Regions from separate parts of the Pan troglodytes genome. Here region 2 is linked to region 1. A link is a contact called in public capture Hi-C data. All regions are on one chromosome and are shown on one strand. The core of a region is the stretch at or near the end of the contact, and the rest is flanking DNA. Distances in the headings are between cores, read along the strand shown.

Region 1 (4,957 bases), core at 1,696-4,195:
TCCCTGATTTTTTAAAAAATGTATTTATAAGGACTCAGTATATTCTTGTATTGTTCTTATGGTACTTAAGAGGAACAGATTTTGATTTTATGATAATCATTATCTTTCTGGGATGGAGTGAACTTCTCAAGTAAAGGGTGATCTATATTCAGGAAGAACTCAATGAAATCCTTGCAGGGGATCACACAGCAGAACTCACATGAATTGAGTTAGCAGGTTTTGTTCATTAAATCTAGTGACTTGAACAAATTTTTATTATCCTCTCGCAAAAGTGCAAGCACTGCCTCCTACAAAAAACAGTTGTTACCTAACGAAGTGTTTCCGCTTGTTCATATAAGTTGATGGCTTCATATGGCTAGATTATTGCTGTATCAGCTATCAGCTACTAATAACACACTCCCATCTTACTTTAATGACATGTGTACTCAGAATGCTCAAGGAGGGACAGATGTTTAGGAATATCAATTTTTCCTTCTTGGCTATTGATTGATTCCCAACACCCATTTCTGATTGGAATGCAAAATGTTTTTCTTTTAGACTTGGAGTCTTTATTTTCCCGATCTAATCAGAAAAACACAAGCAACACACCAGGATCTAGAATGAAATGCTGGAGCATCCCTGGATGCTGCTTGGGCTTATTACCATTGACTGTAGTTACCAATGCTCAATGACAGCCTCTGTCACTCTGCCTATCTTCCAAAGCCAATTCATTAGTACAGAGCATGCAACTCTGGCAAAGGGAAAGTGAAATATACTATACAGTGGTTTTAGCAAAAATTAAAATGGTGGTTTCATTAGGGGATTTTGCGGGATGTGGGAGGGCATTGATGACTTCATAGCCGGATGGAGTGGATACTCTAAACTAGCTTGGCTCTCTTTGTAGAACCCATGATGGGCTTCATTCTTAAATGGAGGGTGTGTCTGATGACATCAGTTGCATATTTTTTTCGTGGAATTGACATAATAATTGAATTGGATTTCACAGATGATGAAAATGATACCTTAGCACCTAGGTTTTAGATAGTTTTATTCTTATTTCTAAAACCTGGATCCTCAGGGATCAATAGGAATTTTTTGTGTTTGGTGTTTTTTTGTTTGTTTGTTTTAGTATGTGCATGGTGTGCATGTTTACTTATGACTAAGAACTCTTTCAGAAGCTTGAGTTCTTTTATGTTTTTAATGAAGTGGATTTTTCAACTACCTTACTTCCTTAATTACACATCCTGAACCTTTGCTTTTACCTCCCAGGTAACAAATTACCATCTTGCTCCCCCTAGTGGAATTTTGACTCTACTTCAAAGTTTGAGAATAACTATCCCTAGTACATATTTGATTTAGCATTTTATTTTTGGAAGTCTGGTATTTTCCCAGTTTGTTTTCAGGGTGAGAATAAAAACAGAATATTTTATTGGATGTGCCAATAGGGGATGTGGGTAGAGAAAGTGGCTTTCGGCTGATTAGATTTCAGTTCCAAGGGTTAGCAAGTTCAGCTACAAAATTTATAAGATCAAGGGGACTTTCTGTTCCCCATTTCTATCTTAGAGGGGTCAAGTGTCATCAGCTTGGTAGACATTCCCCTCTAGAAGGCAGCCGTCAACACTCCTGGAAAGGTAGTAGGGGGCTAGTTGTTGGTGATTTTGAAGGCAAGGACAGGTCCCATCTGAACAACAAATCCCACTTGTGCCTTTGGTAAATTTGGCCCAGGAAGTGTCCTTCTGTCTTCTGAATCTACCAGAGGCACTGCACCAATATCTGCAGCACTGACAATCATTTTGCAGCTGCTAAGCATGCTAAGAAAATTCTAGCAATTGAAGCTAAAAAGACTGCATACCTCTCTTAGGAATTTAAATTTCTTTAGGGGATGATGATCAATGATTTCATGGTATCTGAATCTCCTTTTTTCCTACCACTATTTGTTTTTCTCAATTTTGACCCTTGTTACAATTTTGTATTTATTCAACTCTGTACCCTACTGTACACAAAGCACTCGTGTTGTATATGCTAGTGCTAAAATGTGTGAAACTTTAAAAAGAAATACCTGTATATGCCAAGGCTTGGGACTCTGCTCTTGTGCAGGTAGGACTTTGCTTCTAAGCCTTTTTAAGTTAAGACAAAAGCTGCAAAAGTTATGATAGTTGCCAAATTAATGAACAACAGAATATGTGTCCTTAATACTTATGAGCAAGAATATTGTAATTAGAATATTCTTTGCCTTAAACATCATATAATATACTATTTAGATATATCTTTTCCCCAATATTTTTTCTTAGGTTAAGTGTTTACCTGGGGAAAAATAAAACAGCAGGATCTCATTAAAATTCCAACAAAAAGGAGTGCCAAAGTGCTCTCTGGGAATGTTTTTGGGAGTGTGGAGAGAAAAAAAGAAGCAGCAGTCATAATATTTAAAAAATAAATATTACTTGCTCAAGAATCATTACGTATTCCATTCAGTAATTATATCCACACAAACACACAGCTTCAGTTGAAGCAAAGCACGTTATCTGTGAAGTTCTAGTTTGAAATCCCATGATGCTTAAATTCATAATTGTGAAGGCGATGTCTTGGTAGCCACATGGCACAGTTGAGCTAGAGATGTCCATATAGCAAGGCTTTGAGATGTGGAGAACAGCTGCTTTTTTATTCCACGGGAAGTAGAAGGGGTTTGTGTATGACTCAACATGTGTCTCTATGCATGCATGCCTGAGTGTAGATAGGTATGCATATGTACCTAGGTGCATATGTATGCATATATGTGACTTCAGTATTGGAAGAGTTATAATGATAGCTCAGCCTCTTCTTCCTAATGGCTCCTGGGGATTCTGTGCCTTGACAATTCTCTATAAAGTAGCTTTTAGCAGCGTTAGTCCCAGAGGCACCACTCCCTGCTGAGGGACTGTGCTGGCGCCCTTCTCTGGAAGCTTTTTTGGGATGCATCTCCTTGGTAACATTCCAGCCATAGCTTGGAATGCTTGCCTTTCTTCAGAAGTGTGAGGACTGAGTGAATGCAACAGAATGTACGTATTCCGTACACTCGCAATTGGGAGACTCTGCTCACCTCATTGTGTTCCCTTAAAGTGACTAAGTAGTGGTGCATTAACTACTGTGTTGGGTTTGTTCCCCGGAATCTTAACTGTTCAGCTGTTGATTGACTACTCCTGATTTAACACGAAAATCTTGTCAGACACTGCCTCTACTTATCGTTCTCTGGTTGTGGAGGTTTGTTGTTTGTTTTCTTTTAAGGTCCAAAAAGGCAGAAATGCACACATGAGCATTTGGCCATGAGCACAGCAGATGGAGAATTATGGAGCAGATAAACAAGATTCAATATTTTTTTTTGTCGAAACCCTGAATTTGTGTCTGGCTCTGTGTCTTGTGTGAAATGTGGTCCTTGCCACAGGGCAGATGTAACCCGAACAGAGACTTGGTTAGCAGGTAGTTAGGGGGACTGTGGAAGGATCTGCCTGTCTTTAAGCAGAGTAAGTAGCTAAGACTGAACTAGCAGTAAACTTGTATTCTTTTCAAGACTTCTTTCCTGCTACTTAATTGTTGGCAATTTCAGAAACTATCCATACACCTTGTCAAGAAGCAGAATTGAGAGGGTGTTTTGGAGAAAGAAAAAGAGATATATGTTCATTTGCTGGGAATTTTTATGGCAGAGGAGAAACCCATGGACAAATTCCTGGCATATTGAAATATCCATTCTGCACCTTGACATTTTTACATAGTATTTCCTCAAGGAATCTTACTCTGTCTTACTGATAGTACTTATATTGGTCCCCCAAACTAGCAATAAACAGCAACATAACCTGTAAGAAAGCCAACAGGAGGATAAAAAGAGAAAAGAGGGTTTATAGGGAAAATGACAACTCACATTCCCAACAGCAGATCACAGGGCGAGGTCAAGGTATGTGACGCTAGTGATTTCACCTGAGGCCAGTGCTTGCCACCAGTTCCTAAGAATTGATGGGTACTTGTTAAAATCTAGATTTGCAGGTCCCCACCCTGAATGTATTATATCCTTAGGAAAGGGATCTGGGACTATATTTTTTAATAGGCATCTCCGGTGATTCTTATGGTCAGACACATTGGGGAAACTGCTGTCATCTAATCGACTACCAGGACTAAGGTATTTCTAGAAGTTTGGGTGAATGTGTGTGTGTGTATGCATGAGTGTGTGTGCATAATTACCAAGGATCTTAAGGTTAAAAGAAAATTATCAACTACTCCATCTTGTCATCGTGAAACATTTCTTAATGAAAACATCTATGTAGGGTTGTCTGGTTAGAGGACATTTTCTCATGTACTACCTCATTTGATCCTAATAACAATCCCATGAGGAGGTTAGGCAGCGATGATCATGCTCACCCCCAAGTTGCACGTAGAAATGGGCTTTGCATGTGGCTAGCAAGTGTGAGACTGGCTTTGAATAGCATTTTTTGCCATGCAGGCAAGCCCAACATCAACCCTAAAGCCTGCCACTGTTCCTCTTTTACCCCACACTCTGGTCACTAACATATCAGGTTCTTTGCACATCCACACCTTTGCACACCTGTACCTCCTTTGTCTTCCTTCCTTGTCAGCAAATCATATTTATTCATTAAGGTGCCTTCCTCAAGCTTTTTTGGATACACCCTTGTCTTCACCCAGCCTCCTACCCAAGTGGAGCTAGCTGTTCTTTTGGTTGTGTTTCCATCACACATATAGATCCTTCTACTGCATGCTGGGGTCTTGTTTAATGTAGATGAGTTCAATAATAAAAGCTTGGTAACACCCCCCTCTTCTTCCCTAAACTGCCATCGTGCCACTTACTTTTAATAAGCAGTAGATGTAATCATGTTTAAGACAGTACTTGTTGGCTAAAGCTATGGGAGGCATTTGGGAATGATTTCAAGGGTTTTCCAAATATCGACACAAAAGTGTTCCAGTGGCCAGAAACATGGCCATTAGCATCCTCTAG
Region 2 (4,957 bases), core at 1,487-3,986, 190 kb before region 1:
ATATTTTGAGACAAGTTCTTGCTCTGTCGCTCAGGCCGGAGTGCAGTGGCGTGATCTCGGCTCACTGCAGCCTCGACCTCCTGGGCTTGGTCGGGTGATCCTCCCACCTCAGCCTCCTGAGTAGGTGGGACTACAGGCACATAGCACAATGCCCGGGTAATTTTTGTGTTTTTTTAGAGATGGGTTTTGCCATGTTGGCCAGGCTGGTCTCGAACTCCTGGGCTCAAGTGATCCACCTACCTCAGCCACCTAAAGTGCTGGGATTACAGGCGTAAGCCACTGTGCACGGCCAGATAGCAAAATATTTGAACTCTTGTGGATGTGGATAGAATGCATACAGAACATCCCTGGTGTGATTCCATCCTGCGTGGTTGTTCTCTGGAGCAGCGTTCGTTTATCTCCGTCCTCCTTCTCTCCCACCTAAGTGCGTGCCACCATCTGATGGAAGATTCGATGGACATGCACATGAGCCCCCTGAGGCCCCAGAACTATCTTTTCGGTTGTGAACTAAAGGTCGACAAAGATTATCACTTTAAGGTGGATAATGACGAAAATGAGACCAGTTATCTTTAAGAATGGTCAGTTTAGGGGCTGGTGCAAAGGATGAATTGTACATTGTTGAAGCAGAGGCCATGAATTACAAAGGCAGTCCAATTAAAGTAACACTGGCAACTTTGAAAATGTCTGTGGTGGCTCACGCCTGTAATCCCAGCACTTTGGGAGGCCGAGCCGAGGCAGGCAGATCACAAGGTCAGGAGATCGAGACCATCCTGGCTAACATGGTGAAACCCTGTCTCTACTAAAAATACAGAAAAAATTAGCCAGGCGTGGTGGCGGGCGCCTGTAGTCCCAGCTACTCGGGAGGCTGAGGCGGGAGAATGGCGTGAACCCAGGAGGTGGAGCTTGCAGTGAGCCGAGATTGCGCCACTGCACTCCAGACTGCGCAACAGAGCGAGACTCCATCTCAAAAAAAAAAAAAAAAAAAGAAAAGAAAAGAAAAAAAAGAAAATGTCTGTACAGCCAACGGTTTCCCTTGGGGCTTTGAAATAACATCACCAGTGGTGTTAAGGTTCAAGTGTGATTCAGGGCCAGTGCATATTAGTGGACAGCACTTAGTAGCTGTGGAGGAAGATGCAAAGTCAGAAGATGAGAGGAGGAGGATGTGAAACTCTTATGTATATCAGGAAAGTGGTCTGAGGTGGTAGCAAGATTCCACAGAAAAAAGTAAAACTTGCTGCTGATGAAGAAGATGATGATGATGATGAAGATGATGAGGAAGCTAAAGAAAAAGCGCCAGTGAAGAAATCTATTCAAGATACTCGAGCCAAAAATGGACAAAAGTCAAATCAGAATGGAAAAGACTCAAAGCCATCATCAACACCAAGATCAAAAGGACAAGAATCCTTCAAAAAACAGGAAAAAACTCCTAAAACACCTAAAAGGACCTAGTTCTGTAGAAGACATTAAAGCAAAAATGCAAGCAAGTATAGAAAAATGTGGTTCTCTTCCCAAAGTGGAAGCCAAGTTCATCAGTTATGTGAAGAATTGCTTCTGGATGACTGAGCAGGAGGCTATTCAAGATTTCTGGCAGTGGAGAAAGTCTCTTTAAGAAAACAGTTTAAACAATTTGTTAAAAAATTTCCATCTTATTTCATTTCTGTAACAGTTGATATCTGGCTGTCCTTTTTATAATGCAGAGTGAGAACTTTCCCTACCATGTTTGATAAATGTTGTCCAGGTTCCATTGCCAAGAATGTGTTGTCCAAAATGCCTGCTTAGTTTTTAAAGATGGAACTCCACCCTTTGCTTGGTTTTAAGTATGTATGGAATGTTATGATAGGACATAGTAGTAGCGGTGGTCAGACGTGGAAATGGTGGGGAGACAAAAATATACATGTGAAATAAAACTCAGTATTTTAATAAAGCAAAAAAAAAAAAAAAAAAAAAAAAAAAAAAAGAATGCATGCAGAACACAAGGCAACCGCCAGCACTTTAGTGTGCCTTGGATACCCCTCCAGGGCCCTTTTGCTTGCCTTTGTCTTGGCCTCTGACCTGGCCATACACTGAGGCAATGGGAGATGAAGTGGCCCGGGGACCAGCAGTTGCCAGGCAGCGGAGTAGCAGCTGGGGTGCTCAGAGTATAATTCAGTCCCCTCTTGCTATTGCCAGAACTTACCACCCTCTTCCAGGGGCCTCTGCCTTGGCACATGCAGTTGCTACTATCCAGAAAAGCCCTTTGCTTCCCCTTCAGCTGGCTGGTCCCCGCTAGTTCTTTGAGAATGGACTCCTTCGACTTCATTAGGACCCCCCTGGCGAAGGTGCTGCATTGACGTGCTCCCCCAGCACTGGGGCGCACACACTTCTCCCTTGCTCTACGACGTGGAAGTCATCTGTTCACTCGTCTTCCCCGATGGTCTGTGAACAGTATGACGACGTGGAATGGATACACAACTCACGCCCCCAGCACCCATCTGCCGCTCCCTGTACATGTGCAGACGGACTCAGTGAATGACAGCCGCCGCCTGAATTATTTCAGACAGGTTATTACTGCTGGGAGTTGTGCAAGAACTTCTAGGCAGCCAAGCAAGTAGGCATATTTTTAAGCAAATAATTCAATGGTCTTCATTCACAAGGTGGGAGAGTATTCTATTTCATCACCTGACAGAGCGTAAAACTGCTGTTCTGTGAAAACCTTTGTTCACAATATTCTATTTCCTGTAACATTCTTAGCTTCTGACAGGGGGCAGCAGAGCCTAGGAAAACAAAGGCTGGCCCCGGTTAACTGGTGGCTTGCACACCTTTGGAGCCAGACCTTTAATGATTTTCGGGAGAAACCAGCCCTTGGTATCTGACAAACCTTACTGTTGAATAAAGATTGTAAGGTAAAGGCTGGCTTTTATTAACTTAACATTCTTTGAAGGCACCGCAAACAACTAACTTTTTTTATAAAAGGAAAAAAAAAAAAGACAAAAAATAAGGCAAATAACCATCTTTCTCATTTTATTACAGTCTTTAAATAAGATGGATGCTTATTTTTTGCCAGCAACTTGTAAAACGATGCTAGAGCATGAAATATTTCCAGCTGGTGTTAGGGAGAATGTCGAGATTTACAAATTATGACCAGATGCTGGGGCTATTGTCTCCTCATCCCCATCATCCTGGAAAAAAAAAAAGACTTAGTAAATAATAATAATTTTTAAAAAACCTAGGCCAGGCATGGTGGCTCACTCCTGTAATCCCAGCACTTTGGGAGGCTGAGGCAGGCAGATCATTTGAGGTCAGGAGTTCAAGAGCAGTCTGCCCAACATGATGAAACCCTGTCTGTACTAAAAATACAAAAATTAGCCGGGCGTGGTAGCACGGGCCTGTAATCCCACCTACAGGAGGCTGAGGCACAAGAATCACATCAACCCAGGAGGCAGAGGTTGCAGTGGGCCGTGAGGGAGACTCCATCTCAAACCAAACCAAAACAAAAAAACCAAAAAGCAATGAAAGCAGTTGAGATAATAATGAAAGCAAATAGCCAGAACCGAAATCCTCCTTGCCCCACCCATTATGGCATGAACCCTTGGGGGCCCAGGCTCATGCTTTCTGCCCCTTTCTATTTCCAGTGCCCAGCAGGCCTGGTGTGTGGCAGCAGGTGCTTGGCACACGCACATGGAATTGAAGGAACATCTCTGGCCTGTTCACATCTTAGTTCTCTAGGGGAGTTTCTAAGTCATATATGACACCCAATTGTCCCATAAATACACTCCGTGGGGAATTTGCATTCAGAAACATGATCACCTTAGGCACGTACTATATCCCACAACTAACTTCAGGGAATCTGCTACTTTTCCATTCTTTAAAACTATGCAAAGGAGAGCAGGGGAAAGAAAAGAGGGAGGAGTCCATATGCTTGCCCATGGGTTTGCACAGGTAAGAGACACACAGGTGGGCTAGATCTGATTGGCAGTAATTTGGCCCTCAGTCCACATGGTCACCTTGAAACCAGGAATACAGAAGAGGTCTGCAGGGTATCCTAAGGTTTTCTGATGTCTGTCTCTGCCTTAGTCTAGGAGTCCTAGTATAGTTCAGCAGGAATTCCCTCATGTTCTCCTTTCTAGCATTGCATAGCACATTACATGAAGCTTCCTATTTTCTTTCTATGTTTGTGTTTAGATTTCTGCCTCCAATACTGTCAGGTTCTGTTTGTAATTCTCAGAGGAAGATTTTTTTTTTTTTTTTTTTTTGAGTCAGAGTTATGCTTTTGTCGCCCAGGTTGGAGTGAAATGGTGCCATCTCGGGTCACTGCAACCTCCACCTCCCAGGTTCAAGTGATTCCCCTGCCTCAGCCTCCCAAGTAGCTGGGATTACAGGCCTGTGCCACCATGCCCGGCTAATTTTTGTATTTTTAGTAGAGACAGGGTTTCACCATGTTGGTCAGCCCATGTCAAACTCCTGACCTCCAGTGATCCGCCTGCCTCAGCCTCCCAAAGTGCTGGAATTGCAGGTGTGAGCCACCACACCCGGCCCTCAGAGGTAGATTTTTATCTTTATTTTTTGAGACAGCGTCTTGCTCTGTCGCCCAGGCTGGAGTATACAGGCACAACGTGATCATGGCTCACTACAGACTTGACCTCTTGGGCTTAAGTGATCCTTCCGTCTCAGCCTCCTGAGTAGCTGGGACTACAGGCACACACCACCATGCCCAGCTAATTTTTAATTTTTTTTTTATAGAGACAAGGTTTCACTATGTTGCCCAGGCTGGTCTTGAACTTCTGAGCTCAACTGATCCTCCCTCCTCAGGCTCCCAAAGTACTGGGATTATAGGCATGAACCACAACGCTTGACCCAGAGGTAGATTTTAAAATGGGGTTCTTGGCAGTTAGTAAGAGCCTGGCCATTTCTTTCAACAATAACTCAGAGCCTCTTACATTCAATTCACCTTCCTCCCTACTCTCATTTATGGCTTCAC

The links. Capture Hi-C pulls out chosen DNA fragments and counts their contacts.
Region 2: a capture Hi-C map of stem cell-derived neural stem cells shows a contact between it and region 1, with 3 times the contacts expected there. The contact joins two enhancer-like sites. A contact is called at or near these places in 5 of 7 Hi-C or Micro-C datasets (blood, induced pluripotent stem cells, lymphocytes and 1 more) and 1 of 1 other capture datasets (stem cell-derived neural stem cells).

What each region holds. Positions count from the first base shown.
Region 1 is chr13:99,188,454-99,193,410 of NHGRI_mPanTro3-v2.0_pri, reverse strand. All of the region lies in intron 1 of ANKRD44 (ankyrin repeat domain 44), which reads left to right. Among named protein-coding and RNA genes, the nearest start is that of ANKRD44, 120 kb to the left of the region's middle. Within about 2 kb of position 2,945, at least 3 of the 24 cell types and tissues checked have an H3K27ac peak or open chromatin away from gene starts, as enhancers often do. A contact at or near this core is called in stem cell-derived neural stem cells, where this site is marked.
Region 2 is chr13:99,376,925-99,381,881 of NHGRI_mPanTro3-v2.0_pri, reverse strand. It overlaps the pseudogene LOC107973880. Among named protein-coding and RNA genes, the nearest start is that of SF3B1, 56 kb to the left of the region's middle. Within about 2 kb of position 2,736, at least 2 of the 24 cell types and tissues checked have an H3K27ac peak or open chromatin away from gene starts, as enhancers often do. A contact at or near this core is called in stem cell-derived neural stem cells, where this site is marked.